Linked DNA regions of Cricetulus griseus: region 2 is linked to region 1. The links are chromatin contacts, called in public Hi-C maps. All regions are on one chromosome and are shown on one strand. The core of a region is the stretch at or near the end of the contact, and the rest is flanking DNA. Distances in the headings are between cores, read along the strand shown. Region 1 overlaps Nav1 (neuron navigator 1). Region 2 overlaps Nav1 (neuron navigator 1).

Region 1 (7,063 bases), core at 2,650-5,149:
TTACTTCTGGACCACACCAGTGTCCTGGCTTTTTTATGGCTCTTTTGTTTTTTAAACATGCTATCAATCAATCTTTCCCTGCACCTTGGAGTGATAATATAGTCCCCAGTCTAGGAAGAGGACCTGGGAGAAGATGCACCTGTTGGACCCACAGGCTGATGGGGGCAACTTTGTGTCCATACAGAGTGGGGTACCAAGCTTCAGAAAAACAAAACAAAACAGTTTTATCCCCGAGGGCCTCAGGGTGCAAGGGAGGGACATCTGCCAAGGTTGCTGTCACCCTTGAATCCACAGGGTGACTTAGACTCAGTTCCTTTTTGGAAACTCACTTCCTCTATTTCTGTAGGTATGCTTCCCTCAGCGAGGAGAGTCTGGGGTAGGGACTATGGCTGGAGAGGAAGCAAAACTGACCTCCCCAGGGAGGCCAGCCTAGAGCTGGGCACCGGCTAGAGGTCAGGAGATCAGTTCTGGGCTAGAAACTCTTTCCACTGAGATCTAGAGATGGATTTTGGTGCTTTAATAAAGTAGAGCCTCAAAATAGGGGAAGAGGCATTTTTATGTTGAGAGGGTAACACAGAGGTTAGACCAGAGACAGAACTGAGTGAGGAACCCCCACTTCCTCATATGCTTGCTACCCTGGTGGACACCAACTGCCCATACCAGCTCCCCTGGATACCTCCATGCTCTCACCATGGTCTGCTGGTGCTGCATCTCCTCCTCCTCTTCTTCCTCCTCCTCTTCTTCCTCCTCTGTCATCATCAATCACCATTTCATGGGCAGCTTATTCTTGTTAAGCACTTACTGTATGAGGCCTTGACCCTCCTCTGTGGTGAGACATTCCCTACTGCTTTCAGCACAGCCATCGGGTCTGTGGAGCGCTAGACTATGAATGGGTGAGCATTGAGACTTGAGTTACACCGTGGCCATGGCCTCCCTGCCATCATGGGTTTTCCCTTTTCCCCCAAGAGATGGTGTCGAGGTCCACAGTAACTAGAAGCTGTGCAGAACTACAAAGGATTCTGGGACCGATGGACCCAGAGGGAAAGATGGTGTAGGCCATCTGGGAGTACTCAAAGCCACTGGTTGTCCTGCTGTTTTTCAGGACCACTGACACCTCCAATTTTGCTGAGGAACAGGAAGGACATTTTCTCAAATTCAACAGAGACCATTTTAAAGGGTTTTCCTTTTTTCAAGCACTTTATAAAATAATAATAATAATAATAATAATAATAATAATAATAATAATAATAAATCAATGTCTGCCTCCCATCCCAACCCTGAGAGTGGCTTGTGAAAGGATGTGGTCACAGATCAAAGATTCTTTGGCTTTGTGTACCTCTTGTCTAGCCATAGGTTGCCTCAGATGTCCCAGTTTTGGTAGTCTATGTAGCTCATGTCATTGATTCAACCCTGTCTGACTTCAGTCAGGCCAAGTGACAGAGAAGGGTCAAAAGTAGTTTGGAGTAATGCCATTGCTAGACTGCATGAACTTATCAATCCCAGCCTGAACCAAAGCCCTGATAACCATTCTTGCCAGATCTCAGCCGTATTTCCTCTCTGGCCCTGTGAGAGAAGGCCCCAGGGTCTCTAGCCTCAGGGCTTCTGGTAGTAGCCTGCCGGTGGCTTCCTTGTCCTGGCCTGGTGGCCTGAAGCCTTTGGGCTCCTGGATGGTCCTGTACCTCTTGTCTGCTTGCCTGGGTCCTCTCCTTTACCCAGTGAAGGCCATGTCCATTCCCTGAGGAGGCCCTGCTTCCTCCCCTGATGCCCAGGCCTATGGGGCCTGCTCCATATCTCAGGTTCCCCAAGCTTGCCTGTACCTTCCACATCCGATTTTAGGTTTTCATAGATCTGGTACCCAGGAATCAAGCTGGTCCTTTGCTTATTGACAGACAGAGGTGACGGCCACACCCTCAACAAATTGAATAGTCAAGGCCTTCTGAGCTCTGGTCATCAGTAGTCTCCACTCTTCCAGACCCACCAGGCCTCACTGGCTCTTTCTGGTTGGGTGAGCATCTTCTACATGTCAGGCCCAGTCAGATCTGTATGGCTGCAGCCCTCCCAACTCTACAAACGTTCCATAGGGTAGGCATGATCCCACCTCCCTGATAAGGAAGCCATGGACCAGCAAGATTAGTTTATTTCTTTGGGCCATTTGGCCCACCAAAAAAAATGACAAAAAAAAGTATTAAACACAAGCTACACTCACAGCATAGTCTCTTAGGTGTGTATGGAATTTCTGACTTGGCCACATAGGCTCATTGTCCCTTGACAGTCGAGATAGCCTATAACCAAGGACATACACTTAGAAGCTCCCACAGAAGGGCATCCCAATGAGGGGACAAGGCACAGAGTGGCTGGGCTGAGGACTAAGTCTATGTCATCTGCTCTCTCCACAGCTCCCTGGAGATGACTTGTTACGACAGCGATGATGCCAACCCTCGAAGTGTGTCCAGCCTCTCCAACCGCTCCTCTCCTCTCTCCTGGCGCTATGGCCAGTCCAGCCCCCGGCTGCAGGCTGGCGATGCACCGTCTGTTGGGGGGAGCTGCCGCTCCGAGGGGCCGCCGGCCTGGTACATGCATGGGGAACGCGCACACTACTCCCACACGATGCCTATGCGGAGCCCTAGCAAGCTCAGCCACATCTCCCGCCTGGAGTTGGTGGAGTCCCTGGACTCTGATGAGGTGGACCTCAAGTCCGGCTACATGAGTGACAGTGACCTCATGGGCAAGACCATGACGGAGGATGATGACATCACAACAGGGTAAGCACCGGGGGGGGGGGTGGACAGCTGGTGCGGGAGGCATGGGAGGGCAGCAGGTGGGATGGGGACCTCAGCATGGGTTTGCTGTGCTGTGACAAAAGGGGTCTGCAGAGGGCGATCGCGCATGCTGCGACTGCTGTGACTGCCTCTGCAATCCGATGTGGCTTATCCTGGAGGGTATGGTGGGTGGGGCTGACAACAGAGGAGCTGATTGGTCCATAAAGGTATGCCTTTATTCTCCTCCCTGAGCCTATCCTCCAAAAAGTGTGGCCAGAAGAGCCCTGGAAACCTTTTGGAGGCCCAGCTCTTCTGCAAACTAGGTAAACTGCAGATACCTTAATTTGCTTCCACATCTGCAAAAAGAGGCTAAGAATGTCACCTCCTTCTACCCACTAAGAGAAAACACCTTTTGAATGAAATTCCAGATCAGACACAGTGGAGGTGGTATCTCTACTTCCTCTGCCTGGGGCTCCTGGCCTCCTGACCTCAGCCCTTGGTTTATATCCTTGGGTTTCTGCTTCTGCAATTCTTCTACCCATAATGCCACACCCTTCTCCCTACTCCAGTCTGTTAAGCCTTCTCTTTCCTGCCCTTGGAGCCCCCAGGGACCCTCAGCTTATCTTTTCTGCCATAATAGACAGGGCAGACTTGGAGAGAATACTTGGACAGATACGGCTGTCTTGGAAGTGAAAAGAGAACAGGAAGAGTTTGAACTGCTGGGGTTCCGGGTATTCTGACCAACTTTTTCAAGCCCTGAGGCCGGAGAGCTGTATGGTTCTGGAAACTTCTCTGGGGTGTCTCTCAGCAGACTACCACTTCCATTCTCCCTTCATGGTTGTCTGGGGTCTCCACTCCTAAGATACTCCATACAGCAGCAGCAGCCCTTTCCCTGTCTCTCAGGTACCTAAAATCATACTGCCAGAGTTTGCCACTCCTAACAAAACCCTGCAGCTTCAAGGGCATGGCCAGTAGCCTCTTGGAAAAGGCTGAGCTGAGTTCCAGGCCATCCACCACTCCCAGCCCACAGCCCACCCATGGGGATAAACTTGGCAGGTTTGACCAGGGTCTGTCCAGCTGATGAGGCTGCTCTGGAGCAAAACAACTGACGCATGAATGGCTTGTTTACTGCCTGGCAGATCCCAGGGGCAGCCCGACCTCATGCTCAGATCCGCCAGCCTGGAGCTGGGATAGGGAGAAGTCACGCTGTATTCAGGCCCCAGCTGCTGCTGTGGTCACAGCCTCTCATGGGGAGAAAGGAGAGCCAAGGTGGCAGAGAAGCTGCTCCAAACAGACCATATGCCCTGGGAAGTGCCTGTGTGGAAATATCAGGTCCCTGTCCCCTGATGTGCCAGCCCATAGGGCAGAGAGAAGCGTAAAGGCTGAGGGCTCAGAGCTGTGGCTGCCTCTGTGCTAGGGAATTCCAAGACTGGCAGGGCCTCACCCTCAGGGAGCCCCCAGATCTAGCAGCATTCTTACAACCCCCACTAACATCCCCAAAGTGCAGGAAGGCACAGGACCCCTATGTGGAGAGACTCACTATAAGAAAGTAGTAGGACTTCTAGCATTAACTAGCAGTCTGAGCTTGAGCTACTTAGCCTCTATATTTTAATCTGTCTACCTACTGAATGCAATGAATGGCCTGGTATGAAGAGAAAAAAAAGGTTAATATATGTAAAAGGCTTAGTATAATTCCTGGCTCAGTGTAATTGCTCACTGTGTTAGCTGTTAGGACTGTTGTTGTTAGAGTCCCAGACTAATGGACAGCATTTAGCCCCCACCTTTTATCCTCTTTCCTCTGGGTAACGAGTATGACCTTGATTGAGTTAAGCCAAAACAAAGTCCCCAAGACTGACATGAATGAGACCTCAACCTCTCTGCTCCCCTCACAGCTGGGAAGCCAAGGAAGGCTGGAGTCCTCATGGAGAATACATGATAAATGGCTAATATGACAATATTCACCAAGTAGATGAGAGTATAACTTGCAAAGCTAGCTATATGTCATTTCATATGTGTCTTTTATGTTCACTTGTCAGTTAGTGGTAACTTTCACCCCAGTCTTAAGTGTTCTCTGTCCCTGAGTCCCTGTCCAGGGCCGTAACGGGAAGGCCATCCTAAATGTGCTTAGGAAAGAATTGAAGCATTGAAGGAAATCAGATCATAACGCCCAGTGACTTTAGTGCACACCACCGCTCCTCAGTTAAGTGTTGTCAGACTGCGGTTTTATGTTAAAGCAGGGTGTGCTGGATTCCAGGAAACCCTTAGGTAACCCTGCACACCTAAGCCGCCCTTCCTCAGCTTCCATTAGTACTCTCATCCCCATTGTGGCTCTCAGCTAGATTTTTATCATTTATAAAATGAGCTGGAGAGATGGCTCAGTGGTTAAGAGCACTGGCTGCTCTTCCAGAGGTCCTGGGTTCAATTCCCAGCACCCACATGGTGGCTCACAACCATCTGTAACTCCAGCCCCAGGGGATCTGAGCCCTATTCTCACCTCCAGCACCAATGTACTTGTGATATGCAGAAATACATGCAGGCAAAACACCCATATGAGTTGGTTTTTTTTTTTTTTTTAAGTCACTTTCCTAAGAAGATTGTTTTTCCATTTATAAGATGGGTTGGACCCTTCCTGTTCACCCATCAGACATTTAAACTTCTGCTTCCCAGGCATCCCCAGGGCTGGGCCACCTGAGCAGAGCAGCTGGCTGGTGAGCCTCTTTCTACCTTCCCCTTGGGTGACTGTCCACGTGAGCCACGATGGATGGCAGTAACTCTCACCCTTTGTCAGTTATCCCATGGGGACTGTCCTCTGGCTGGTTCTCGTCAAGCTGTGTTGAGCTTCAGGTCAGCTCTCCTGGCCCTATCTTGCTGCAGGTGGCTCCCTAGCCTATCACTCAGCAAACTGAAGATGTCCATTCTTCCAACACGTGGGCACAGCAGACTGAGAAAGGCTCTGACACCACTGCCAAAGGGGTCACAGACTCAAAACTGAGTTTGAAATTAGTGAAGTATACAGCAGAGGCACAATTTTAGAACATTTTGTTGTTCACTTGTTTATCAAGATTTTTTTTTTCTGTGTAGACCTGGCTATCCTGGAACTCACTCTGTAGACCAGGTGGCCTTGAACTCACAGATCTGCCTGCCTCTGCCTCCCAAGTGCTGGGATTAAAGGCGTGCATCACCATCTGGTTAGAACTATTTTTTTTTTAATTCTTTTAACTTTTATTGATTCTTTGTGGATTTCACATCATGTATTCTGATCCCACTTATCTCCCCATCCGTGGCATCTGCCCCTTGCCCTTGCAACCTCCCCTACAAAGCAAAACAAAATTTAAAAGAAAAACCAAAACTAAAGATTGAGAGAGAGAGAAGAATCTTGTCGTGGAAGCTGTAGTGTGGCCTGTTGAGTCACACAGTTTACCCTTTAGTCCATTCATCTTTACTTCCAGTGTTCATTGGCTCAAGGCCTCTGGCTTTTGCTACACTACTGATAATGGGGCTCTCACTGGGGCTCCTCTTGGATATCCTGTTCTTGTCATGTGTCATGGAGATCCTGCTGTTTTGGATCTGTAGGTTTGTTCCCTTCACATGCTCCTAGAGATCACAGATGAGGTGGATGTTGGGGTGGGCTACCTCATAGCCCTGGTTCTGGGCCTGGGTAGTGGCTGAGTTGGTCAGCTTGCTAGCTTACCCTCCTCATCACTACCCAGGCGACCTCTCCCCCACTGCCTCAGCTAGGTCATCTAATGCAGCCTGCAGCAAGGAACTGGGCCAGTTCTCCGGCTCTCAGGCCCTTGGGTCTGGCTCATCCACACTCACACCACTGAGGCCAGCTCTACTGTTTTGCCCAGGTGAGGTGCAAGGCTCTCTCTCCCGATTGCTTTAGGGGGTATTGGGGGGTAGGGGTTGGGAGCAGGGTGTCAGCTGTCCTGCTCTCATGCCTTCAGAGTTGGCTCACCTGTGCACCAACAACAAGGTCAGTTCTAGTGTGCTGTCCAGGTGGGGTGCAGGGCCTGCTCTCCTGTGTGCTGCAGCGAATGAGGGAAGGGCTACTTCTATTATTCTCATTACCATGACTGTGGGACAGCTTTCTTGCCTGCCATAGGTAGCAAGGAGTGAAGGGAGAGGGTATCTTTCCCTCACCCATGCCTCTGCATGGCAGATAAGGAGGGGGGCGGGCAGGGTCAGCTCTGCTGTTCTCATGCCCTCAGGGCCAGCTTACCTGCATCCCAGTCCTCCACAGTAGGGTCAGCTCTAGTGTGCTGCCCAGACAGGATGCAGAGTCCATTCATTCTCTTGTGTGC
Region 2 (7,063 bases), core at 2,714-5,213, 65 kb after region 1:
TCTTATCTACTTCATTGCATCCCCTCCTTCTTGTCCTTCCTTGACTAGTTATTAAACACACTTCCTTCTTGATCATTTTTGTGGTTGCCTCTTCTATTTTAACCAAAATAAGCCATCCCACAGAAAACAATAAAAACAAACTAGATGAAAGCCTGCTTCCTCCCTTAGTCCCTCTGGCAGAAAACTGTTCCGCTTATCCAGGACCCATTTATCCATATTTAGACCTCCAAATTGTTATAACATATAGACAATGGTTATTTTTCCCCTTAGAGAGAAAGAAAGTTGTTTTTAAGATATTATAATAGCCCAGGTGGTGGTGGTGCATGCCTTTAATCCCAGGACTTCTATGAGTTTGAGGCCAGCCTGGTATACAGAGTGAATTCCCGGACAGCCAGGGCTACATAGAGAAACCTTGTCTTGGAAAACAAAACAAAGATATCGTGATAGCAACTCTTCCTCTGTTTCTGGCCTCTTTTCAGGCAAGCCTGAAGGCAAAGCTACAGATAAGGGCAAGCTCACAGTGAAGAACACTGGGTTACAGCGCTCCTCTTCTGATGCTGGTCGGGACCGCCTGAGTGATGCTAAGAAGCCTCCATCGGGCATTGCTCGCCCCTCTACTTCAGGATCCTTTGGCTATAAGAAGCCGCCCCCTGCTACTGGCACAGCTACTGTCATGCAGACAGGTGGCTCAGCCACCCTCAGCAAGATCCAGAAATCCTCAGGCATTCCTGTCAAGCCAGTAAATGGGCGAAAGACGAGTTTAGATGTGTCCAACAGTGCAGAGCCGGGGTTTCTGGCTCCTGGAGCCCGGTCCAACATCCAGTATCGAAGCCTGCCCAGGCCAGCCAAATCCAGTTCAATGAGTGTGACTGGTGGGCGGGGTGGACCTCGCCCTGTTAGCAGCAGCATTGACCCCAGTCTCCTCAGCACCAAGCAGGGAGGCCTTACACCCTCCAGACTGAAGGAACCTTCCAAGGTTGCCAGTGGTCGTACCACTCCGGCTCCTGTCAATCAGACAGATCGGGAAAAGGAAAAGGCCAAAGCCAAGGCTGTGGCCTTGGACTCAGACAACATCTCCTTGAAGAGCATTGGCTCTCCAGAAAGCACTCCTAAGAACCAAGCAAGCCACCCTCCAGCCACCAAGTTAGCAGAGCTGCCACCAACCCCTCTCAGGTACCCACACTGGGCAATGTCTTCCTTTTCTGTTTCTCCAGCCTTATACTAGATGTGACATGGCCTGTCCATTGCTGTCTCTAGACCTTTGTGTGGGTCCTTCCTCTCTCCTCTGTGCTATTTCTTCTCTGTGTTTGATAACTCACTTTGTTTCTGCTGCTCCATGTCGACACTATCTTTGGTACCTGTATGAATGGTTTTGCTATGTCTATTTGCACATTTCCCATATGCATGTGTTGTCTCTTATGACTGAAGGTGCCATAAGTCAAGTGTGGATTCTCCTTCCGATTGGTTTGTCAACAGCATCAGAGTACGTCTTTAGCTGAGTAGGCAGCTGGAACGAAAGGAAACTATATAAGAGGATTGCCTGTTGCCCTGTAACTTGTTATTCTGAATATTTTATTTTATCTTTACTCCTCTCAGGGCCACAGCTAAAAGCTTTGTCAAGCCACCCTCACTAGCCAATCTAGACAAGGTCAACTCCAACAGTTTGGATCTACCATCTTCCAGCGACACCCATGCTTCAAAGGTCCCAGATCTGCATGCTACAAGCTCATCAACCGGGGGCCCTCTCCCTTCTTGCTTCACCCCCAGTCCAGCACCCATCCTCAATATTAACTCAGCCAGCTTCTCCCAGGGCCTGGAGCTAATGAGTGGTTTCAGTGTCCCAAAAGAGACCCGCATGTACCCCAAACTCTCAGGCCTGCACAGGAGCATGGAGTCCCTCCAGATGCCGATGAGCCTGCCCAGTGCCTTCCCCAGCAGTTCTCCCGTCCCCACCCCACCTGCTGCCCCCGCCGCCCCATCAGAGGAAGAGACCGAAGAGCTGCCCTGGAGTGGAAGCCCCAGAGCTGGACAGTTGGACAGGTATGTGGTAGAGACAGAGCCGAGCCTGTCTCAGACTCACTTGGCCATTAGCAGGTCCATCCATTACCGTGCTGTGACTTCTGATATATGTTTTCCCACATCTTAAATAATTTAGTTCCTTTGTAACTCCCTGAGATATGTAGGGTGCTTTTGTTTTGTCCTCATCATGTACACAGGGGAAGCTTTACAAAAAGTTAAATGATGTCTCAGGAATCTCATATTAATTTTATTTATCATCTAGCTTTAGTTTCCAAGTGCAAAATCAGTTAGTTCTATTACATCACATCCTGGTTCTCACTGTCCATAGTACAACCTTTTGAATGACTAACTACACTACCTTAACTCCTAACAAAAAGAAAACTTAACATTTCAGATATTTCCTAAGTTCTGAGTCAAGAATTTGATTGTGACGGTTGTATTATTTGTTTATCGAAATAGATTTTCATAGTTTGCTGTCTTGTCTCCAGAGGATATACCCTTCAAACCTGTGGTCCCAAACTCTAGTTTCCAAGATAGGCTCATATACCTCTCTCTTTCTCTCCCTCCATAGCAGTCAGCGGGATCGGAACACTCTACCCAAGAAAGGACTCAGGTAACCCTTAAATATGTTTGATTGTTTGTTTTTCTACCATATACTCTAGACTCCGGGCCTGTTAAAAAGTTAAGCTGGGTGGTGCACACCTTTAATCCCAGCACTTGGGAAGCAGAGGCAAGTGGATCTCTGTGAGTTCACTTCCAAAAATAAAGTCCCAACCCCACCTAACCCGGGCCCCTTGCATGAATTTAGTGGCCCTTTTAGCAAGTCATTTATACGTGGTCCTACAAAAATGCCACCCACATTCCTCTGCAAACTCTCTATCAAGTGTATTAGCTTTTGTAGCTAGTGATTTTCTTTGCTGTCGAGGGAGAAATGAGTTTGTATACAGTAACCATGTCCTTACCTACAGCATCCTATGCTATCATAGCCCTATGTCCTTCCTTGGTTCAATTCATCACTTCATAGTGGACTTCTGAGGCCACTCACATAGGCTAGGAACAGAGGATCCTCCACTGTTGGGTTAGCAGAGTTACTCAACTAGATGGGGATGCCCGTCACCTGAAAGCCTGTACATGGAGCCATCGAGCCCTGAGTGGAGGCTTCATTCATCCATCCTTTGTTCCCATCAGGAGCTCTCAAGGGAAGGGACAATGCTGAGTTACCATTCCTTGCCTAGCTCAGGCATCCCACACACAGCTAAGCCTCTCATGTCACTTGGTAGCAACTCAGACTGAGTTCCTCTGCTACTTCTTCAGGTACCAGCTTCAGTCCCAGGAGGAGACCAAGGAGAGGCGCCACTCCCACACCATCGGTGGACTTCCCGAATCCGACGACCAGGCAGAGCTGCCATCTCCCCCTGCACTCTCCATGTCCTTGAGTGCAAAGGGCCAGCTTACCAACATAGGTCAGTGTCTGCGGTCACTCGCTGTGGCAGGAGATGAAGCAGGGCTCACTCTTCAGAGTGAGGCAAAAACGGCTAGGCATGTTTGGCTCAAGTTGTAGTGGACTGTTTCATGGCGCCTCAGTTTACCAACTCAAACTAAAGATGAAGTGTTCCAAGGTCCTAAACTGAAAAGTCGCCCCTGGGCACAAGTTTTGGGGTCCTGATGGTGTCAAAGGTCTGAATGACAGCATGGGAAATCTACATACCAAGGCCCTGGGCTTGTAGCTGGGTGTTTTATGCATGTTACTCCCAGGGGCAGCTTCGTAAGGGCGACACCAACCTGTGGGCTGATGAACTGCAGGCAGAGAAGGATTGTTGATTGCAGCAGAGAATGAGGTCTGTCTCCAAAACAGAAAGTCCAGATTCACCAACTGCTCTGGGTGAGCCAGGGCCATCCTAGCCCTAAAGGCAGACTGACTAAGACTTGCCCTAGACACACCACGCCCTCTCTAAAGCCTACGGAGAAGGGAAAGCTGGGAAAGAAGGAAGTGGCTCTGTGACTCAGACACAGGATGGGGAAAAAGGCTTCAGGAGGAGGGCCTGGCTCCAGCTCAGACACACACCAGCCTTGGTTCTGGGAAGCACTGTGCTAGCACTGGTTTAATGGGAGTCTCTTTAGGACAGGGCCGGAATAGACCTGCCATTTGCTTGCTGCATCACTCTAAATCATCTCTCCTTTTAGCTGGGTGAAAGAAAGCAGTTCTTTTGTGATGAGGACTTGTAACACGCCTGCGCCGTGACTGTGGGGAATTGGAGGAAAGCTAGGAATGGAGGTTACTTGTGCCTAAGGAAGGGTCATCTGGCTTACATGGGCTTATCAAACGCAGGGTGGGACCAGCCTGTTTTCTGTCTCCATTGAGGGCCAAAGGAGAAGAGAGACCATTTGTGCTGTAGAATGAGGGACTGGGCCAATCTCATCTTGGAATTTCAAAAGGGGCAAGACAGAGGTGTGAATTCTTTTTCCCAGGTCTTTACAGGCAGGGGAAACATCTACAGGCCTGTATGGAGGCTAAAGGTCAGAGAGGGGAATTCCACAAGGGTATGAACCATGAAAGGTGGAGATTCAGCAAGGGAAAAGTGGGAGTGGTGGCCTCTGTGGTCGGCAGATTCCACAGCTGTGGATTCTATAGCTTCGCTGACACCTTCATCCACTCTGTCTCTCTGACCTTCATTTCAGGGGATGCTGGGCAGAGAGAGAGGCCATAGTCTAGTTTGAGATCTCAACCAAAGTGACCTAGAGTGACACTGCTTTACAGGGGGCCTTACTCCCTTTCATAATGCTGAGCCCATTGGATTCCACAGCCTGGTCCCCTTCTCTGTAGCTGGTCCGGTTTCATCATTTGGATCTGAGTCTTGGTCTGATTCTCAGTCCCCACTAAGACAGCCTCCAGTTGTGTTTTCGGGAACCACAGCATCCCATTTTCATCTGCACATCCTAGTGATGTGAAGGTTTCGGGAAAGCCGCCAGGCCCCCAGCCTAACCTTCAAATGCGACAACTCCAAGGCAGGCAGTATTAAGGGGAGACCTTTATTACAGACCATGGAGTCCTTCTCCATTAGGGCCCAGCCTTCCCAGCAGGGGTGACTCCTAACCTCCAGCTGCTCGCACACCCCCACTGCCCCACCTACTGCCCCTTCCTCTCCTCCCCTCTTCCCATTTGCCTCTCATTGACTCCTGCTCCGGCCCCACAAGGGACCAGAGAGCTGATGGCCCTGCCTCTTCTCCTGCCTCCCCCTCCCTCTCCCTTCCCCCTTCCCTCTGTCCTTCCAGTGAGTCCCACTGCGGCCACCACGCCAAGAATCACCCGCTCCAACAGCATCCCCACCCACGAGGCGGCCTTCGAGCTGTACAGCGGCTCCCAAATGGGGAGCACCCTGTCCCTGGCCGAGAGATCCAAGGGAATGATTCGGTCAGGATCCTTCCGCGACCCCACGGATGATGGTGAGACTTCATGCTAACTCGGTTCACAATCATCCCAGCTCTGCTGGGCTCCCTCACCCACCGCCACCTCCACTGCCACCACTGCCGCCACCACACACACATATATAATTCACAGAACATCAACTTGGGCCATTTCAGTTCTGTCTTCCCATAACTTTGAAGGGTCTGGGGGCCCAGAAACCTTGGGTGGCACCACCTAGCACTGGGGTTTGGGGTTGGAGCATCTACCATTGGGGCCCAGGGAAGGGAAACTGAAATCTGGAAGGGTTAAATGCGACTCCTCGGTGCTCTGTGTTCTCAGAGCTTCTATGCCAAGTCTTTCTTCCCCACGGTCTCTCAGAAGAGATATGGGGACAAAATGGCAGCTCTTAAATCCACACAACTAGGCATCTCAGTCCTCTTCCTAGAATGCTGCAAAGACTAGCTCCCAGGCTGGCCATCTGATGGTTGATGGTACTCTGGGTGTTAATGGAAGACCAGGCCGTGGGGTTCATGAGACCTCCATTATTATCGTCAGGATGCATCCCTAATGGATGCGTTAGCTCTGTTAGTTCTTGCAGTGGGTTCTGTTCAATGATCAGACTCTCCCCGCTTTTTTTTTCACCTGAGTGGTCCCCGGGCTCAGAGGCTAGCACTGCAAGGGTGAGAAGAGGAGGCACAGGTAGAATCGGAGTATTGGTTCTGAGCAGCTCTGACAAGAAGCAACCCCTTTCTGCAACTTAAAGTGCTTTCTTGGCTGAGCAGAGCAGATGCTGACCGCACATGAAAATCTCCTTCCCCTGTCTCTAGACCCCTATGCTCCTCAGTCAGGCTGAGCCAGGGACCACCAGGCCCAGGCTGTCAGAGAATACAGATGAAAGGGGAGGCTGTCTCTGTTCAGGACCATGTCCTCGGATACGCGCCTGCTGTGGGCTGTTGGGATATGAACGGGTGCCCTGTGTTGTTCTTTCTGTTTGCTCCAGATGCCCTCCAAGAGTCCAAACTCCTGCCTTCGGGCTCCTCCCAGGAACTCCTGGGCCCTGGAACCCCATGCTAACCTTCTGCACTCTCCTTCTCTTTCAGTTCATGGTTCGGTGTTGTCTCTGGCCTCCAGTGCCTCCTCCACCTACTCCTCAGTAAGACCATTAATGTCCCTTCCCCTTCAGCCCCCTCCTCTACCGTTCCACATTCCCTCAGCCCTCCTTTGGTTGGGTGACTGGATGGGGATGGGGAACTGCTGTCTCTGCATCCTAGCCTGTGGGCCTGGGAGTGGGGGGCACCTAGCGCTTGAAGCACTTAGATGAGTGTCTTTCTTTCTGGCCTTGCCACCAACTCCCAAACAACTCTGGTGTTCTTTTTCCCCTTCTTCTTTGAAAAGTGAGATCTCCTTGTGACAGCACCCTTTCCCGGCCATGAGAAATGCTTCTGTCCCCAAGATGAGTAGGTTCCCAAGACTGAAGACCCAGTAACATGTAGCATTGACTAAATGTCTACTGTGGGGAACCATACAGGGCATTTGGTTTTAGATACCCTTTGACTCTTAGTTTTGTTCTGACCCCAATCTTTACTCCCTCAAGTTGTTCACAATCAAGGTTTGTTCCCAGGCCAACCAGTCTCATTC

Evidence for each region. A called contact is a pair of places that touch in the nucleus more often than the background predicts.
Region 2: a contact with region 1 is called in a Hi-C map of liver, with 3 times the contacts expected there. The contact joins two enhancer-like sites. A contact is called at or near these places in 7 of 8 Hi-C or Micro-C datasets (the CHK-Q cell line, the CHL-YN cell line, the CHO-K1 cell line and 3 more).

Annotation. Positions count from the first base shown.
Region 1 is chr5:53,723,107-53,730,169 of CriGri-PICRH-1.0, forward strand. It overlaps Nav1 (neuron navigator 1), which reads left to right. Exons shown (of 30, transcript XM_035445545.1): 6 at 2,397-2,762. Among named protein-coding and RNA genes, the nearest start is that of Ipo9, 100 kb to the right of the region's middle. Within about 2 kb of position 3,900, at least 1 of the 6 cell types and tissues checked has open chromatin away from gene starts, as enhancers often do.
Region 2 is chr5:53,787,893-53,794,955 of CriGri-PICRH-1.0, forward strand. Nav1 (neuron navigator 1) reads left to right here. Exons shown (of 30, transcript XM_035445545.1): 9 at 480-1,173; 10 at 1,597-2,040; 11 at 2,591-2,632; 12 at 3,334-3,482; 13 at 6,526-6,578. Among named protein-coding and RNA genes, the nearest start is that of Ipo9, 36 kb to the right of the region's middle. Within about 2 kb of position 3,964, at least 4 of the 6 cell types and tissues checked have open chromatin away from gene starts, as enhancers often do.